2 separate regions of the Gossypium hirsutum genome follow, and region 2 is linked to region 1. Evidence: chromatin contacts called from public Hi-C data. All regions are on one chromosome and are shown on one strand. The core of a region is the stretch at or near the end of the contact, and the rest is flanking DNA. Distances in the headings are between cores, read along the strand shown.

Region 1 (4,589 bases), core at 409-2,908:
AGTCAAATTTAAATTGTAATACTGTGCTAAACCTTGACTATATAGAGAGATTTATTTCATGGGAGGTAAATGACAGACTGTTGAAGAATTTTATAGATAACGAAATTAATGAAGCTTTCAGTCAAATGGATCCTAGGAAATCCCCAGGAATTGACAGTTTGTCAGGGAATTTTTTTAGAGAAAACTGTGAAGTGGTAGGGGAGGATATTATTAAGTTGTGTCATGATATTCTTAAGGGTGCAAAAAATATGGATTGTTTAAATGATACTATTATTGTTCTAATTTTTAAAATTAAAGAGCCTATAGATATGACTAATTTTAGGCTGATCAGTCTTTGTAGGGTGGTGTACAAAATTGTGGCCAAAGTGCTAGCAAATCATTTGAAGGAGACACTCCTGTTATGCATTAGCCAAAATCAGAAGCCTTTGTTCTGGGGAGGATGATTCACGACAACATTTTAATTGCCCATGAGCTAGTCCATTATCTCCAAAGTGCAAAGAATGGACCTGACAAAGGATTCGTAATTATGCTCAACATGAGCAAAGCATACGATCAGGTGGGGTGGACTTTTATCGAAAAGGTGATGAAAAAAATAGGCTACGCAAATGATTGAGTGACTAAAATAATGAGATGCATTCGATCGGTCCGTTATGTTGTAAAATGCAATTCTACCCTATTCGAGATGATTGTGTCAGAAAGGGACCTCAGACAGGGGGATCCTCTCTCTCCTTACCTATTTTTATTTTGCATGGAAGCGTTTTCAAAGCTGTTAATTCGTGCTAAAAAAACAATATGCTTAAGGGAATTTGGGCTAGCATAAATGGGCCTCATATTAATCACCTTTTTTTGGTCGATGATGCACTCCTTTTTATTCATAATAAAAAAAGGATGTAGAGGAAATTGTAAATATTATTGCAATTTTTAATTGTAATTTGGGCCAAGAGGTTAACACGGAGAAATCTATGATTAAGTTTAGCCCAAAAACCCCGTTGGCCCAAAGGCAACTATTTAGTTCTATGCTTGTCATGCGTATTGTTGATAAGTTAGATAGTTACCTAGGGTTAGCATTACCTGCTAGTAGAAAAAAATCATTAGCTTTTCCTAACATTATTAATAGGTGCAATAGCAGAATAAACAGTTGGTCAAAACGCTTGCTATCTTACGGAGGGAAAGAGGTCTTCATCAAAGCCATTATTCAGGCTATTCTGACTTATGCTTTCTCAGTCTTTCTAGCCCCAAAAGGCATTATTGAGGACCTTCATTCACAAATGGGTCGGATGTGGTGGACTAATAATGAGAAGACTCGTGGCTGGGCTATGATGGCTTGGAATAGGCTATGTTATCCAAAGGGATGGGAGGCATGGGTTTTCGAGATTTACATTTGTTTAACTTGGCGTTATTAGGCAGACAGGTTTGGAGACTTATGACTCAAAAGGATACTTTATGTTTTAATGTGTTAAGTGCCAAATATTTCTTAGATGGTGACGTGTTCAGATAAAAATAGTGTAATAAACCATCTTTCACTTGGGCGAGTATTGCTAAGGCACCTGAAGTGTTAAAAGATGGCTTTATATGGCAAGTGGGTGATGGTGTCACGATTGATATTAGGTAGGACCATTCGGGGGTTGAAGGCATTAAAGGTGAGTTGGTTTGTCAGTCCATTTTTACTAATGATGAAAGAAAAGTCAAAGATCTTTGGGACCACAATGATAGGTGGCGGAAAAGGGAGAGGGTTATTGAGATTTATGGTGAATATTTGAAGGACTGCATTTGCAATTTATCCATTTTCCATAATAATGTTAAAGATACCAGGACGTGGATTCAAAACCCGCATGGTTTCTACACGTTTAAATCTGCTTATTCATGGTTGATCTTGAAGAAAATTGGTTTTGACCCCTACAGATTTTTTTGGTGCGCCATTTGGAAACTCAAGATGCTCCCAAAGATTAAAAACTTCAACTGGAGGATCGGCCATAATATCCTCCCCACTATCGACAATATCGCTCGAATTCACCAGGGGTTCACAAATACCTCTCCGAGATGCAATAACAAAGAAGAAACGCTGATTCATGCAATGAAAGACTACCCAAAGGCCTGTGAAATTCTTATTACAGAAGGGTTAAATAACAGGCTGATCGACAGGGACTACATCAATTGTATCGCTTGGCTGGAAGATGTTTTTCGTGAACTTGAAAACAAAGATGCAACTAATTTTTTAACTCTTCTCTGGAATAGCTGGAATGATAGAAATAATATGGTGTTTAAAAGCAAGATGAATGTAGTGTTGACAGTTTGGGAAAGGGCGCAAACATTAAGCAAAGACTTTAGAATCTTCAACCTGACAGAACTATCGATCATTCCCCCTACTCCAGCGAACAAGGGTTGGAAAAAACCCCCCAACTGGCTATGTCAAGGTGAATATGGATGCATCTATTTCGAATGTAAGCAGTGGATTCAGCACCATCACGAGAGATCAGGATGGATTTGTCCTTGGGGGCTGCTATAAATTTGTTGAAAAGTTAATGGATGTTAGTTGGGCGGAGTTGGAAGCTTTTAATGAAGGATTAAAGTTGGTTGTCTGGTTAAATGCGGCTCGGCTAATTTTGGAATCTGACAGTGCTATGCTGGTCAATACAGTCAAAAAAAGGACACCAGATGTTACTATTCTGGGTCAGCGCATTAAGCAGGATTGTAAAGCTTTTAATATGTTTGCTTCGGTCCATATTAATTGGATTAATTGCAATAGCAATAATGTAGCTAATTTATTTTGTAATTTAGCCATTAAAAATAGAGTTGATTTGTATTTTGATATAGATTATTCGTTGGATATCCATAACATGATTATTCGAGAAGTAATAAGATAATGTTGACCTTTGGGTCGTTTTTCTTTTTAAAAAAAAAAAGAATGTCGCCTGGTTCGTCATGTTTTTCGTCTAGCAAAGTATAACGCGTAGGTTTGTGCAAGTGTACACAGTCATTATCAAGTAATAAGTAAATATCAAGTTATCGTCTCCATAGGGATTGTATTTGTGTTAAATCACTTAGTTGCAAAATTATACTAACAACTTGGTAAATAAAAACACACTATGGTTGAGAAGTGATGATTAAAATTGAATATATTAAACTAAATGAAATGATCCTTAATGCAAGTTATCCTAAGTATGCAAACTATATGAATGAAATATATTTTAGCAAAATTAAACACAATTTGCAACAATTATAACATAAATAAACTAGGACAATTACTTTAATTAAACTCAATTTATTATCAACATGCTTAATAACATTCGGAAAAAACATTCCATGGCAACTCAATCTTTCATGAGTTTGGAAACCACATTAGGTCCTTTCGGAATCCTTTACTTAGTAAATACGTATTTTACTGATCCTTATTTACTAAGGGTTTTTTAGCATTCATGTGAGGTAACAGGGACGTGTTAGGTTTGAAACAGTTTAATCACACAAATCCAAAAAACTATGCAGATAACAGAGCTTGTTTAGAGTTGTTATGCAACTTGCAATTTAATAGGGTTAGGATCTAAATTGAGAATGCACATTTCAGTTATGCGTCCACTAGCCGTTGTCTGGTTAGGATCCCTCAGCTAATTCAGGTGCATTTCAATCACGTATGAACAAAATAAAGACTTGATTTTAATTGAAAACATGATTGATTGAGGCACAAACTTCATAAACATGAATCAAATAAATATTATTTAATCAAAGCAATCATCATAGCTTATATAAAATTAAGCTAACATTGTTGTAAACAAGAACAAAGAACACATAGCAAACATTTTTAGATCAAATTAAAGAAAAGAAAGATTAAACCCAAATCAGAGTGGCTGTTACCCAAGACTCTGACGACAAGGCTCCTTCACTCCTTCGCTTTGCTCTTTGCTGATGGCTCTCCAAGGTGGTCGACCAAGGGCTCTTTAAGAGGCTTAATTGCTAAAATCTTTATGAAGAGATGATGCTAGGCATGGGAAATGGAAAATGCTAAAGAGGACTAAGAGAGAAGAAAGAATGATGATGGATGAGGGATGATGAATGAGGGAATGAAGGGTTTTTGTAAGAGTATGCCCAAAGATCAATCATGAGATGGTTGTAATAACATACTTGATTTACCATGTTTATTAATATAATGCTTGATTTACCATGTTTATTAATATAAGGCATTTCCATTATTATTTCAGTTTCTTTTCTATGTGTATAAATAAACTATTTTAGAATAATGTCCTGAGAATAATATGATTGCTCTTAAAAGATCCTTAGTCAAGTATTAGTGTTGACTAGGACAACAATAATGCATTAAGACTAACATGTAATTGATTGATGATAAAGAGTTGTCATTGATATGGACTGTCAAAATCAATGCATGAATATGTGTGTTAGAGAACAACATATTGGATTGACTCGCTATGAGTATGTTTCTTGGATTATTATGTAATTGTCACAACATTACTCATAGTGAGTAATATGTATATGATTCTTAGATTTGGGATCATCATTATCCTAACATTGTGAGTTGTATATTTTGACACAGTCAAATGTACACTGTATTTGGTTATTCTATAAAGGCTGATGTTGGA
Region 2 (4,397 bases), core at 875-3,374, 36 kb after region 1:
GAAATAGGCCTTAGACAGGGGGACCCTCTCTCTCCTTATCTTTTTTTTATTTTGTATGGAAGCATTTTCAAATCTATTAATTCGTGCTCAGAATAATAATATGCTTAAGGGTATTTGGGCTAGCACAAATGGGCCTCATATTAATCACCTTTGTTTTTCCGATTACGCTCTTCTTTTTGTTCAAAATAAAAAAAAAGGAACGTTGAGGAGATTGTGAATATTATTTCAAGTTTTAGTAGGGTTTCGGGCTAAGAGGTTAATAAGGATAAGTCTATGATTATGTTTAGCCCAAAAACCCCAGCGGACCGTAGGCATCTTTTTAGCTCTATGCTTGGCATGCATCCTGTTGATAAGCTTGATAGTTATTTGGGCTTCCACTACCTGTTAGTAGGAAAAATCTTTAGCATTTAGTGACATTATCAATCGGTGTACATGCAGAGTAAGGAGCTGGTCGAAACATTTGCTTTCATACAGAGAGAAAGAGGTCTTCAACAAGGCGATTATTCAAGCTATTCCGACCTGCGCATTTTCAGTTTTTTTGGCTCCAAAAGGCATTATGAAAAACTTCATTCAAAAATAGGAAGGATGTGGTGGACTAATAACGACAAAGCTAGCGGGTGGGAAATGATGGCGTGGGAAAAAATGTGTTACCTGAAGGGTATGGGCGGCATAGGCTTTTAAAACTTACACCTTTTCAACTTGGCTCTCTTGGGGAGACAGGTTTGGCGGCTTATGTCTCAACAGGACAATTTATGTTACAAGGTCTTAAGTGCAAAGTATTTCCCGGATGGGGACGTGTTCAGTTGCGAATGGTGCGATGAACCATCCTTCACTTGGGCGAGCATTGCCAAGGCGATTGACACGCTTAAGGACGACTTTATATGGCGAGTAAGAGATGGCAACATGATATATCTTAGACGGGACCACTAGGGGGGTGAAGGCATTACAGGGGAGTCGGCTTGTCAGTCTGCTTTTACTAATAATGATAGAAAAGTCAAAGACTTGTGGGACCACGGAAACAGGCAGTGGAAAAAGGAGAGGGTGATCGAGATTTTTTTTTGAAAAAAAATCAACCCAAAGGTCTACCTTATTTTATTGTATCTTTAATGATAATATTATGGATATCCGACGGATAATCCATATCAAAGAACAAATTAAATTTATTCGTAATAGCTAATTTACACAAATAACCCGTTGCAGTATTACTATTACGATTGATCTAATTAATTTGGACAGAATTAAAATTTTTAAAGGCTGGTGATAATTTGGGGGACTGCATTTGCAATTTGCCCATTCCTCATAATAGCATCAAAGATACCAGGATGTGGATTCAAAACCCGTACGGTATCTACACTTCCAAATCAGCTTATTCTTGGATGATTCTTAAGAAAGTTGGTTTCGGCCCCTATAGATTTTTTTGATGCACCATTTGAAAACTAAAGATGCTTCTAAAGATTAAAATTTTCAGCTTGAGAATAGGTCACAACATACTCCCAACGTTTGATAATATTGCTCATATTTTCCAGGGTTTCAATAATATATGCTCGAGATGCCAAAGCAAAGATGAAACGCTGATTCACGTGATGAAAGACAGCCCAAAAGCTCGTGAAATCCTTATTGCTGGGGTTTTAAACAACAAATTACTTGAAGGGGTTTACACCGACTGTATCGACTGGCTCGAAGAAGTGTTTCAAGAGCTTGACAACAAGGCTACTACTGACTTCTTAACTCTTCTCTGGAACAGTTGGAATGATAGAAATAATATGGTCTTTAAAGGTAAGACGGATGCTGCGGTGATGATATGGGAAAGGGCGCAAACACTTAGTAAATACTTTAGAATTTTTAACTTCACCGAGCCTCAGATTATCCCTCCGACTCCGATGAATATGGGCTGGAAAACCCCTCCGACTGGCTATATCAAGGTGAATATGGATGCTGCTATTTTGAATAGGTGCAGTGGTTTTGGTGTAGTCGCAAGAGATAAGATGGTTTTGTTCTGGGGGGTTGTTATAAGTTCAGGAATGAATTCCTAAAGCTATGGATGTTAGCTGGGCTGAGCTGAAGGCGTTTACTAAAGGATTAAAGCTGGCCAAAAAATTAAATGTGACCCAGCTTATTTTTGGAATCGGACAGTGCAATGCTGGTCAACAAGGTCAATAAGCGGGCTCAGGTTATTACCATATTGGGCCACTGCATTAGGCAAGAGTGCTAAGCCTTTAAAAATTTTAATTCGGTCCAAATTAATTGGATCAATCGTCATAATAATACTGTTGCGGATTTTTTTGTGTAAATTAGCTGTTACGAAAAAATGTGATTTGTACTTTGATATGGATTATCTGATGGAGATCCATAACTTTATCATTCATGATGCAATAAAATGAGGTAGACCTTTGGGTCGTTTTTCTTTCAAAAAAAAAAGAATGTCGACTGGTAGCACATTAACAAAGTTTTTTTACCTCTTTAGGGGGGAAGTGGTATTGAGCGACCAGGGGTTATCCAGGGCACTGCCCATGCCCATCGCATGTCCGGACATCGGTGCCCCCCACCACTGGTTAGGTTTTCGGCTGTGCTCCGACGATCCATCCCGGTGATGCTCCGACGATTCTCTGACGAGCCATCTCGAGATATACAAAACGATGCAATGAGTCCTTCCCCAATCCCAAAGGTAGAATTCAAATACTGTTACATGTCCGGTACCCAATAATAAATAAATGATCTCGGTCCCTCCCCAATCCCAAAGGTAGAATTCGGATACCATTGCATGTTCAGTGTCCAACAATGAATGAATTGTCCCTGCCCCTCCCCTTTTCCAACAAAAGCCTCGGGCACCTTTGGCCCTCAGTTGTGCAGTAGCCTTGTACACCATCGACAGCGTGTACCATCCCGTGGTGTGGGGCCATCGGGCACCATCGGCTCCTTCGATATGTGGGAGCATCGGGCAGCACTGGCACCTTGGTGCATCGGATGTGCAGGAGGGTCGGGCACCAAAGATAATTTTGGGCCCCCATTGGTACAGTAGCGTCGGCACCAAAGATAATTTTAGGTTGTGGGAGGCGATTTCAAAGCCATCCTCAACAATACTGAGAAGGACAGGGGCAGCAGAAAGCCTAGAGGTTTTATGGAGGACTTCTATGATATTTTGGAGGAACTGGTGCTTGTAGATGTTAAAACTAACAATGGTTGGTTCATGTGGTCCAATAACAGATAGGGTCCCAATCTTTTCAAGGAAAGACTGGATAGATTCCTCATTTCTGAGGATACTATTGGTAATATGCCTTTTATCAGTACTATGATTGTTCGCCAATCCAAGTCTGATCATGAGGCAATTTTGTTGAACACTTTGGGGAGCAAGCCAAGGGAGAAGAACACCATGGGCACGCCCGTGTGCCCTAATTTTTGCCCATGTGTTTCGCGATTTTTAAATTTAGGCGCGTCTAACATTCGCCCCACGCCCGTGTTCCTTGGGCGTGTGGGGCATAAAGTCATGTCGCACGGTCGTGTCTTACTTCCGTAACCCTCACAGATCCTTTTCATCTAAGTCTGCTTACTCGTGGTTGACCCTCAAGCATGTTGGGTATGGCCCTCATCAGATTTCTTAGAGATTAACGTGGAAACTAGAAACTCTCCCCAAAATCTGTATTTTCTGTTGGAGATTGGGTCACGACATTCTCCCAACGTACGAGAAAATCTCAAGCATCCTAAGTGAGTTCAATAGTTCTTGTCTGAGATGCGGTAATGAGAAGGAAGATTTGGTTCATGCTTTAAAGAATTTCCCCTTGGCTCGTTCAGTGCTAGAAAATGGTGGTCTTACCAATAAATTGCTTGACGAAAATGATGCCCAGTGTATTGACTGGATTGAAGATGCAGCTCAGTTACTAGATAACAAGGCTATATCTGATTTGATCACCGTGTTATGGAATGTTTGGAATAGTAGAAATAATCGGGTCTTTTGAGGAGTGGAGAAAGATTCCAAAAAGATTTGGGAGAGAGATCAATCATTGAGCCACGACTTCTATATTTTTAATTTGATGGAAAAACCTTTGCTGCCTAGACTGGTGTTGGAAAAAGCCTGGAGGAAGCCTTTACAGGGGGAGATAAAAATTAATTTTGATGCTCCTATTGTTGGTCAGAAGATGAGGTATGGTCTTGTGGCTACGGATTATGATGGTTTTGTCATAGGTGGTCGGGTGGGCATTGTAGCAAAAGTTCAAATTGATTGGGCTGAGCTACAGGCATTTGAAGAAAGTATCAAGTATGCCCAGTCAAAAGGTTGGTCAAAGCTGGTTTTCGAATCTGATTGCGTCAGTATGGTTAATTGCTTTAATAAAAGGATTGACATTTTAACAACAATGGGCCATTGACGACTTAACAACAATAGGCCATCGCATTCAGCAGCT

Evidence for each region. Hi-C and Micro-C count contacts between places; a contact is called where the count stands out from the background.
Region 2: a Hi-C map of leaf shows a contact between it and region 1, with 2.1 times the contacts expected there. The contact joins two enhancer-like sites. A contact is called at or near these places in 10 of 34 Hi-C or Micro-C datasets (callus, fibers, leaf and 1 more).

Annotation. Positions count from the first base shown.
Region 1 is chrA05:70,319,148-70,323,736 of Gossypium_hirsutum_v2.1, forward strand. No RefSeq gene overlaps it. Among protein-coding and RNA genes, the nearest start is that of LOC121229955, 14 kb to the right of the region's middle. Within about 2 kb of position 1,659, at least 3 of the 9 cell types and tissues checked have an H3K27ac peak or open chromatin away from gene starts, as enhancers often do. A contact at or near this core is called in fibers and leaf, where this site is marked.
Region 2 is chrA05:70,354,492-70,358,888 of Gossypium_hirsutum_v2.1, forward strand. No RefSeq gene overlaps it. Among protein-coding and RNA genes, the nearest start is that of LOC121229955, 21 kb to the left of the region's middle. Within about 2 kb of position 2,125, at least 4 of the 9 cell types and tissues checked have an H3K27ac peak or open chromatin away from gene starts, as enhancers often do. A contact at or near this core is called in fibers and leaf, where this site is marked.